2 separate regions of the Gossypium hirsutum genome follow, and region 2 is linked to region 1. Evidence: chromatin contacts called from public Hi-C data. All regions are on one chromosome and are shown on one strand. The core of a region is the stretch at or near the end of the contact, and the rest is flanking DNA. Distances in the headings are between cores, read along the strand shown.

Region 1 (5,297 bases), core at 1,183-3,682:
ATATAAAATTTAACGTGTTTTAACTGTTTTAATAACAAAAGAATTTAATTAATATAACATTAATAATTTAAAAATATAATTACAACTTTTTAAAATTTAAAAATTAATCTAAAATAAAAATAATAAATTTGAGACTCAAAATTTTAGTAACATTAATTTGATTATAAAAAAGAATTAGTTAGAAACTCAAATCAATACCGAACATATTAAAAAATTGACTCCACTTTACTGATCACGTAGCTTCTTATTCTTTTCTTGGAGGAAAGAAAAGAATTATTTTGTGTTTCAAAACATCCACGTATTGAGTGCCTAAAAACAGCATGCACCATTTATTATTATTATTATTTTATATTATCTTTTGGTCACCACGTATCCAAGTTTGAGAAAGTGCAATGTTGTATTAAGATTGTGGGTATCCTTTTCCTATTAAAACTGGTATGTTTTAGGGTATGATTTTAAATTTATCGATTTTTTTAAAATATTTAATATTAAATATATTAAATGAATTATATTAAATAATTTTAAATATAAAAATATTAATTAGTTATATAACATACTCATAAATAAATTTTATAAATAAAAATTATCATTTAACAAATTTAAAATAAAATAAAAATCTTACACATTAAACAATAAAATTATCCACAACATTATTTAAAAAAAACAATAAAATCATTCCATACTAAATATATAAAATGAAAATTTTATAGAAACACAAAAGTTAATAGAAATTTTGTCTTTTTTTTAGTTTGTGTATTATATAAAGTCTTTATTATTTATTAATTTTCTACTTTAAATTTTAAAGTTGTCTATTTCTCTTGATTAAAGTTTAAATTTTAAATTTGATTAATAAAAAAATAATTCTATCTATTTTTTTAACATTATTCATGCACTGGTTGGTGCACAATGTTTCGGTGGTGCAATTGAAATTAGTCAGAATGAGCCAGTGCAATCGATACATGTCGAAATTTACATCGGTGCGAAAATGAGCAGCAATTATTCTAATTTATTACAAGACTGGTGCACACCGATCAATACAACAGAAATCAGTGCGAAATTGACTACATTGTGTTGTACACAAGCGTGTTGATCAATTCTAAGGTGGGGAAAAGTTACTTTTGGAATAAGCTTTGGTTAAGTGGATGAAATCAACGCTTGTTCTCACTTTTTTTTTCATTGTTAGAGCCATTTGGATGTAAAAGTATCATGAAGGTCCCTATACTAAGAGTGAGAATGCATTTTGCTCTATTTACTTAGAAAATGAGCAAATTAGTCCTTATATATTAGATTAAAAACCAAACTGGCCATTTTTATTATAAAATTCATCTATTTCACTGTTAAAAACTAGTGTCGTTGATAGAATAACCAAATAGTTACATGTGGCATGCCATGTATACCTCATTCTGATGTACAGAGACCAATTTTTAACAGTAAGAATGGATGAAAATTTTAACAAAAGGATCAATTTACTTTTTGATCAATGTATAAAGACTAATTTACCAATTTTTAAGTAAAAAAGATAAAATACAATCTGACTCTTAATATAATATATGGCATAATACTTTTACCCAAGCTACAAATGTATCCACTACTTTCTACTATAGGGGCATTGAGAATAAAATAGAATTGTAATATATAATATATTTTATTAAAAAAAATCAAATTGCAGCTTTCTTTATAAAACAAGAATCGAGAGTAATGCAGCTACAAAAGTTTTGGAATCATCCCATCCCACCTGCATTGCTATAATGTATATAAAAATAAATGTAATAAGCTTTTGTTTTTGTGATAGGAAGATTAATAGAGGCAATGTGGGTGCTGGAAATCCAGGTCAAAACTGAAGAAGTGGTAGTCATGATGTGGGGCATGGTTGAAGAAATTAAATAAATATTGATATAAGGTTCTTCGCAACATGAAGCAAGGCATATGCTTTAACATTTTATTATTAATTTTGTAGGGTTGATCCATGAAAAGATTATTGTTTTTTTTTTTTGGGTTGTGCTAATGCATGCGTGCAATGCATCTCCTTCCTTTCATCATGATCTTTTTAAATATTTATTAGATTTTCGGTCCACAAATTTATATATTCATAATAGAATAAAAATTTAGTTAAGTTTTTTTTAATAACGTTTAACATAAATTTAAAAAGAATAATTATAATTTTAAAAAGAATGATTAAACTTTTAAAAAATTAAATGCACCCAAACTAAGCCTCAATTAGGAAGGTTGTGAGAGTACATGGTTGATTTTTTGTGGTTGATTTTACAATTAAAAATTAAATAAAAAAGTCTTGTAATAATTTTATACTTTTGAGAATCCATTTATTAGGCTATGATGATTGGGAGAGCCACCGACAGAAACAAGGTTAAGTGGAGGCAGGGAAGGCCCATTGTATCAGAGCCTCCTTGAACGGTCAGCCGACTTGGGCAAACACGAAGAGGACCCAGTTTAACTTTAAATGTGGGGTTTAAAATAGGCTTTAAAAGCTTTTTCATTGATTACCTAAAAGGGTTGTTATTATTAGACAAAGCCTGTTAAAATGCACCCTCACTTCTCTAGGACCCATTTCCTTCTCTTCCACGCAAATAATTGCCAATGGTTTTCACTCCCACTATTTCACCTTCTAATTTTATAGAAATATCATTTACTCCAAGAGTCAAACTTAAAAGGGTAAGTGAATGTATTTTATTTGAAATAATATTTTGAGCTTTTAACACCTAAGCATCCCTTCACAAACTTTGAATTAGGTTAAGCAATATTAGCCATTAATTTTGATACAATTAGAGGATACAAAAATTAATAGATCCAAATTTATATAAATATAAATATCTTAAATATAATACAATAATATATATATATATAAACACCACATAGTTATACAACTTTATTATGTAAAAAATTTTGATGAGATAAAATCTAAAGAATAAGGCATATGCTTTTTAGTTTCAGGTAACTAATTAAAATGATACCGCAGAACAGAATGCTGAGCTATGGGTGTCGAAAAGTCGAGGGGTTAGGAGAAAGAAAAGAAGAACGATTAGTTTTGTCTTCAAAGTGCAAAAGCAATCAATTCCTCAATTCAAGTGATCCGGCGTGAAAACTTGCTCCAACAAGGTAAAAAATTTAGATAAAAATCAACTTGAATTAAAAACTAAGATTAGATTCCGAATAAAATCTTTTCAATCTAAGCCTGACCCGATTAGAATTTTTTTAGATTGAGTTACTGACTGGGTAATTTACAAAATAGTCATGTTTGTTTGTCCCAGGTTACATTTTAGTCACTTATGTTTGAAATGTTACGTTTTAGTCATTTATGTTATTATTTTGTTATGAAGTGATCACCCTACCGTTAAGTTCCATTATCTCTCTAACAATAATCCTACGTGGCAGTCTAACTAGATTTGAGGTGCCAACTTGAATTTCTAAATGGGATGAAAATAGATTTTTAATTAAAAATTTAATTAATTAAAATTTTTAAACCTAGACTTTAACTAAAAGAAGTGTTCAAACAAAAGTGACTATTTTTATAGATTACCCGTTACTAAAAATTTTTAAACCTAGACCTTAACTAAAAACTGATTAAACCTAGACCTTAACTAAAATTTTTTAAACTTAGTCAAATATAATTGATTAAAATATAACATGAGACAAATAAAAATGACTATTTTTATAGATTACCCGTTACTGACTGTCATTAGAATACCTTATTGTTTCCCTTATTCCCAATACCTAATCAATTCCTACTTCCTAAAAACAAAATCCCTGCCGCTCACCACCTGCACAAATGACCTCCAGCGTCACTGCCCGTTCGTCTCCCGCTCACCGCTCCAGCCCCGCTGTCCGTCCGTCCGTCTCCCGCTCACCACTGGTTTGCCCGGTAATCTTGATATGAACTTAATCCATTGTAGATTTGGTGTGGCGTGGGTGATGTATATATGCAGTGGACAATGGGTTTTTTAAAGTACATATATTTTGTTCTTTTATTTTTCTTATGGAAAAAGAAAAGAAAATGTTACATGCTTTTTGAAGGTGAACCGTAAAAGTTGATAGCAAAGGTGGGGTTTTGGAGGTTGTGGATTCAGAAAAGGAATTTAGTACAAAAAAACTATTTGCAATTTGCAAACAAAGACTGAGTTAACATTGCTTGTCACATTAATGTTTACAATTTTTTTTTCTATGGCTACCTTTTAATTATTATCTCAAATGCTGAATCCATGTATATATAATATCCATGGATAATTGGGTTTTCTTGCATTCTAAACACCTCAAATTTGTCGGTGCCATAGATCGATCTACCCATCAACCACCTTTCGTCAAATCACTTAACAAAAGAAAACTGGTCATTTAAAGCTAAAAATATACTAAGGTACTTTCACCATCTCTCACACTTAATCAACCATGTACTCATATGCGGAAAAGCCCACCAATGTATGAAGTAAAATAAATAAGCTTATTATTACTAGAAATAAAGAAAGAAAGCAATGCTTAAATTTTTTTTGATGATTGCTAGTCTTTGAAGCATAATTTTGATAAGATACCAAATATTTTTTACTGATTTAATTTTTTTTTAGTTACAAGTACAATTATAATTGTAAGTATAAATTATATATATTCAAATAATAATTAATTATTATAAAATATTATTTCCGGAGTGTTTATGCTTTATTTTAGCTTTGAGCATTTGTCTCTCGATTTCGAGGAGAACCTAAAGGAGTTCACGGAATAAGGCAAGAATGCCTACTCCATCAACGAAATATTTAGCATTTGGCCTTAGTGGGGTTCTAACCCACTAAAACCCTTAAAACATGGGTTAGAACCCCTCTAAGATCCAGTGCTAAACATTTCCTTGATGGACTAGTCAATTCTATCAAATCCCATAAACCTCTTTGGACTCTTCTTAAAGTCAAGAGACAAAAGCTTAAGGTTAAAATCGAGTATAGATACTCCAGGAATAATAGCTCTATTAAGGGTCCAAGATTGCCCCAAAGAGCCAATCCTCTCTCAACAAAAAGACATTGACTCTCTTACGAGAAGCCTTTAAAGTGTCGTCCTATCACACCTAAATTGAAGTATAGCAAATGTCGCACACTTGTAAGATAGAATCTCACAAATAGGCAACGCTATCACAAATTAGTTTAAATTGAAGTAAACCAAAAAGTTTAATATAAAAATCGTAAGGTTATAATCTCATAAATTTTTTTATAGATTTGTTTTAAAGACAACTTTTAAAATGTGCAGTTTAAAAAAGGTCAAAATAAAAACTTTTCTAGTAGTATCGAAAATGTAAATTATAGAAA
Region 2 (4,972 bases), core at 830-3,329, 65 kb before region 1:
TGGACCTTTTCCATTTTGTGCAGTCTTTGGCGTTCTTTGAATCGGGTTCATAGTGTTTTGCAAGTGATTCTTTATCACAAGGTGTTGCTCTGAGTTATCTTTCATTTGCCTTATAGGCATACTGGTAAGCTTTCTCTGAACTTACTCGGCGAAACTGATGCAAGACAAGAACAAAAGGCTTGTACAAAAGAGAAACAAAGTCTGAATTTCTTTCAGGGATCGGCACACGCATAAAGTACTGGTTTCTCTTCTATTCTTGTACTACTTTCCCTAACCTACAAGTAATAATTACACTTTCTGCCTGAAAATATAAACAAATAAGGAAAATGTATGTCAGTGGAAAAACATCTTCAGAAGGGTAAAATACAAATGTTGATCTATGTTAAACACACTTGCGTGAATGTCCCATGTAAAAATGTATCAGAATATTATTATTTTAAGGACTATATCTTAACATCATGTCATGTCTGAACATATACCAAAATATATGTCAAAATGTATTGAACATAAGTATTTTAAAGAACAAATTAAGAGTAAAAACTAAAAGGACAAGGGCACAAACTCCAGACGTTTTTGCTCCTGGCAAGCTTTACCGTTCTTTTGCAACACTAGAACCCCAAATCTTTCACCTTTTTTTTCAGCATTTAACTCCCTAAAACTACAGACTCCTAAATTTAGAACTCAAAAAAATATATAGACTTGGAGAAATAGAACTATAAAAACCATTCTGCAAACCTATGCGTGAATTAAAACCACAATTGTTCCAATTTTTGCTTCTGAAATATTGCTAAAAAAAAAGACTAAGCAAAGTAGAGAGAACCAAAGGCACAAAGCCCCAAACCTGCAAGACTGCAACTTAAAAAATTGGTAAGCAAAGACAAAACTGAATATCAACTCCAAAATCAAACCTTCTTGAGAAACCTCTATTGTGAAACCAATGACCATTTAATAATAATAATTTAATAGCAGCCCAAAACAAAAACAAATAGAACTACCCACAAGACAAAAATCTATTCCCCTAAAGCTTGTCCCTACCAAAAACTGAAAACTTTATTAGGAAAAAAAAATCAGATTAGAAATGAATGAATATAAGCCCAATCAGATAAAAACATAGGAACAGCATTGAAGAAAGTTCATTTATTTTATTTATTTCAATGTAAACAACATAATTTGAAACCGTAAGGTACATAGAAAGAATAAAAGCCATCTAGAAAAAAACAAAAAAACAAGAACATGGATACAAAGAGAGGGAATAAACATTGAAAAGGGCAAAGAAATCACTATCTCGTGGATATTCCAGAAAATGAAAACACAAAAAATTTAATGCTTAATAGTAAAATGAACCCATTAAATGGAATCATAAATGTTACTAGTATATATTCGAAAACTCACCAACCAAGTGGAAACCAATATGCAAAGCACTTAACTTTGAAGGCAAAACAAAGAAGAGAAAGAGGAAGAGGTTAGAAAAGATGGGTTGAAGCCAAGGAAGGTGAAAGACAGATTGAAAGAGAAAGCAGAAAAGGAGATAAAAGATGGTTTTTTTCTAGGAATGATGGAGAGACAAGGGAGAAAAATAAGAGCAAAGAAAAAAATTTTAAAAAAAAAGTAGGGAAGGGGGGGAGTGAAAGAGAGATGATGATGATGATGAATCTTTATACACGCATGCAAAGTGCTTTTGGTGTTTTCTTTATCACGTGTAAAAGCCTTTGTAACCCCCCCCCCCTATCTCTTTCTCTCTCTGTGGATTGCTTTTAAAAAAACATGGCTTTGGCCTTACCTTAGCATTAGCCTCTCCTTCTCCCTCTCTCTCTCTCTCTCTCTCTCTCTCTCGCTTTATGCTTTGTTCTTGGCTCTGAACTGATGGCGCAGCCTCGGGGACGTACCAGGATACCTTTTTTTAAGACTAATAAAGCTAAAAGTAAAAAAAAAGAGAAGCCTGTCTTTCAATGTATAGACATTAGACATGGATAAATAATTAAATATATAGTCAGAGAGAGTGTATGAGTGGGACTGACTACGGAGATGGTGAAGGTAGTTGGATTGAAAGGAAGGAAGGGGGCTTTGGCAAATACCCCGAAAACAACTGAGGATTTAATTACAGCAATCATATATACAGTAGGAGAATAATTCGAACCTCCAGTTGCTGCCCTATAACTTTTGATTTTTGGTAGAGTGTTGGATGAAATTGAGTAAAAAAATTTTGAGTTAATGGAGTTTGGAGTTAATGAATTTTATTTTATTGTCTTAATTTAATATTGTTTAGTATAACTAATTTGATATTATAGTACATTAATTTGAAATTATATATATTTAAAAAATTTTAAAGTAAAATAATAAAAAATAAAATATTTTAATATGATAAATTTGAATTAATAATTAAGTTAAAAATTTATTATTTTAGAAAATTTTTAAAAGGGCAACTTTTTTATATATTTTTTAGAAGTTTTATATATTTTTTTAAATATATATTTTGAATTTTTGAAAATTATTTTGAATTTTTTTGTAATTTTTGTTAAGAGAGACCAATTTACTTATTTTTAAAGTTGACAGGGACTAAAAATGTATTTATACCAATCTATTATTTGAATTATTTAAGTTATTCGAATTGTGAAATTTAACTCGACTAAAACTCGAATTGAGTTATTCGAGTTGACTCTAATTATTCGAATAACTCAATTTAATTAACTTAAAATTAAAAAAAATAATTTTTTCGAATCAAATCAAGTTTTACGCAGTTCAAATTTGTTACAATCGTATTTGCATAGTGTATACTGATATAAATTTATGTAATTTAATAATTTGACCCCTTAAATTTTATGACAGGACATTTTTAAACAATAAAAAAATATGTGGCAGCTTCGTATCTTAACACATCGCAAGTTATTATAAAAAATTAAAAATTATAAAAATTATTTTACATTAAGAGTGAACTTGGTAGGTATTTGTCTTACTTTTTAATAATTTTATATAGTTTTTATTTTTCAAAATATATCAAATTTTATATTATTATTTTGTAATTAAAATATATCAAATAAAAAATAAATTTTTATAAAAGTATATATATAATTAATAAGTAGTTGGGTGCAATGATAAAGAGAGAATGTAGCTTCGAACCTTGAATATATATATATTTATTTATTTATTTAGGTCCATTCTAAACTTAATTTTATATATTTTAAATTTTTTTATAAAATATCAACTTTTATATTATTATATTTTGAAATTAAAATTTATTAAAATATTATCTCGTGTCCATAATGATCATGGACAAACGAATATCCAAATATGAATTTGAATGTCACTTTGTCCGGATTCATTCTAAATTTATTTTTTTAGAAATTTTATTCATTTTATCTTTATAAAAAATTGATTATATGAAAATCGAAATATATAGAATCAAATACTAACAAATCAATACATTATAAAACCTCAATGAATTAAAAAATCATAACATAGTAATATATAAATAGTAACAAGTTAAAGTTATGAAATTACTAAAAACATGTCTGGAATAATATCGGACAAAATGATATTCAGGAGCATTTGAATCTAAACTTCTCAGGGGCGAAGCTAGGGGGCTGGCATGGCCCCGATCTCCCCTAAAATGTAAATTTGTTCTTTTGACCCTTAAAATTTTTAAAAAAATTTTAAATTAGTAAAGGTAAAATTGCACTTTGACCCCCTAAAATTATAAAAATTCGATTTAATCCTTTACAAATTATAAAGATATAAATTATAAAAAATTAAAATTTTATCCAGCCCCCCAACAATTTGTTCTGGCTTCGCCCTTGAAACTTCTTATTGTTCATATTCATTTTGGTTGTGAAATAATTTTTATAATTTTTATATATTTATTTTAAATATTTTATTTTATTTTTCATTTCAAAATAATATTATAAAAAGATGATGTTTTTTATAACAATTAAAAATTATATAAATTTTTTAAAAAAATTAAGTATATGATGCATATAGATTATGTCTAGATTCATTTTTAATGTAAAATAAATTTATTTTTTTTAGTGCTTTGTCACATATGATTTTCAATGTCGCACCGTTAGAATTTAACAACACTATATAAAGGCATGAAAAGTATCTAAAAAAACAATTTAGATATCAAACATATTTAATTTAGCAAGCAAAATATATACTAAACCTTGTATAAATTCTAATGCATACTTATATTAATGTATAGAAGTGATAAACGACTGGATTTGGCAGCTTTAGATTCAACTCTCTTTGTATTTAGATGGTTTCGAGCTAGAATTATTTCGAGTTTAAATTGATTTGGATTCAAATTTTCATAAATTTAAAATTTCTTGACTTTAATTTTACTAATATGATTTTAAATTAATTTATTAATAATATTATTAGTGGTACCAGGTTTAGTAATGTGTGGAACTTATAAATTAATTTACTATAATTGAACTGTTTATTTTTTGTATGTAGTATAATTGAATTGTTGTATTATTAAATTAATATATTATATTAAAAGATATTTTATGCAAGCATTAAATTTAAAATTTGGATATTGATTTATTATTAATGTTTTTATTTATTATAAATATATATTTAAAAATTATTTATATTCATAATTAACATTTTTTTAAAATTTATTTCATTGTATAATTTGCTTAAATGAAAACTTAAATGAAAAATGGGCTCCTATGATACTTTTTCAACTTAAGTGTAAAGTGGTATTTAAACTTTGATTCTTCAAAGGTTACCCTCAAATATCAAAATATCAAAGAAATGTGTGACACATGATATTTTTATTTAAATAAAAAATTTTAATTTTAAGATTAAATGAAATTAAATATTTTTTATAATTTCTCACCTATCCATGGTAAAAAAATTTCAAAGCAAATCAGAATATGACACGTGCCATTTTAAAATAAATTAAATATTTATTTTCATTCTGTCTCTTGTTCCAGGTATGTAAAGTTCCATCTACTGATTTGAACCATTTCTC

What was found. Hi-C and Micro-C count contacts between places; a contact is called where the count stands out from the background.
Region 2: a Hi-C map of leaf shows a contact between it and region 1, with 2.9 times the contacts expected there. The contact joins the promoter of LOC107952160 here to the enhancer-like site in region 1. A contact is called at or near these places in 15 of 34 Hi-C or Micro-C datasets (anther, callus, hypocotyl and 3 more).

The regions. Positions count from the first base shown.
Region 1 is chrA10:55,315,671-55,320,967 of Gossypium_hirsutum_v2.1, reverse strand. No RefSeq gene overlaps it. Among protein-coding and RNA genes, the nearest start is that of LOC107916025, 35 kb to the right of the region's middle. Within about 2 kb of position 2,432, at least 6 of the 9 cell types and tissues checked have an H3K27ac peak or open chromatin away from gene starts, as enhancers often do. A contact at or near this core is called in hypocotyl and leaf, where this site is marked.
Region 2 is chrA10:55,380,790-55,385,761 of Gossypium_hirsutum_v2.1, reverse strand. LOC107952160 (protein argonaute 10) reads right to left here and starts at 2,079. Exons shown (of 22, transcript XM_016887441.2): 1 at 1,781-2,079; 2 at 1-301. The coding sequence starts at 120.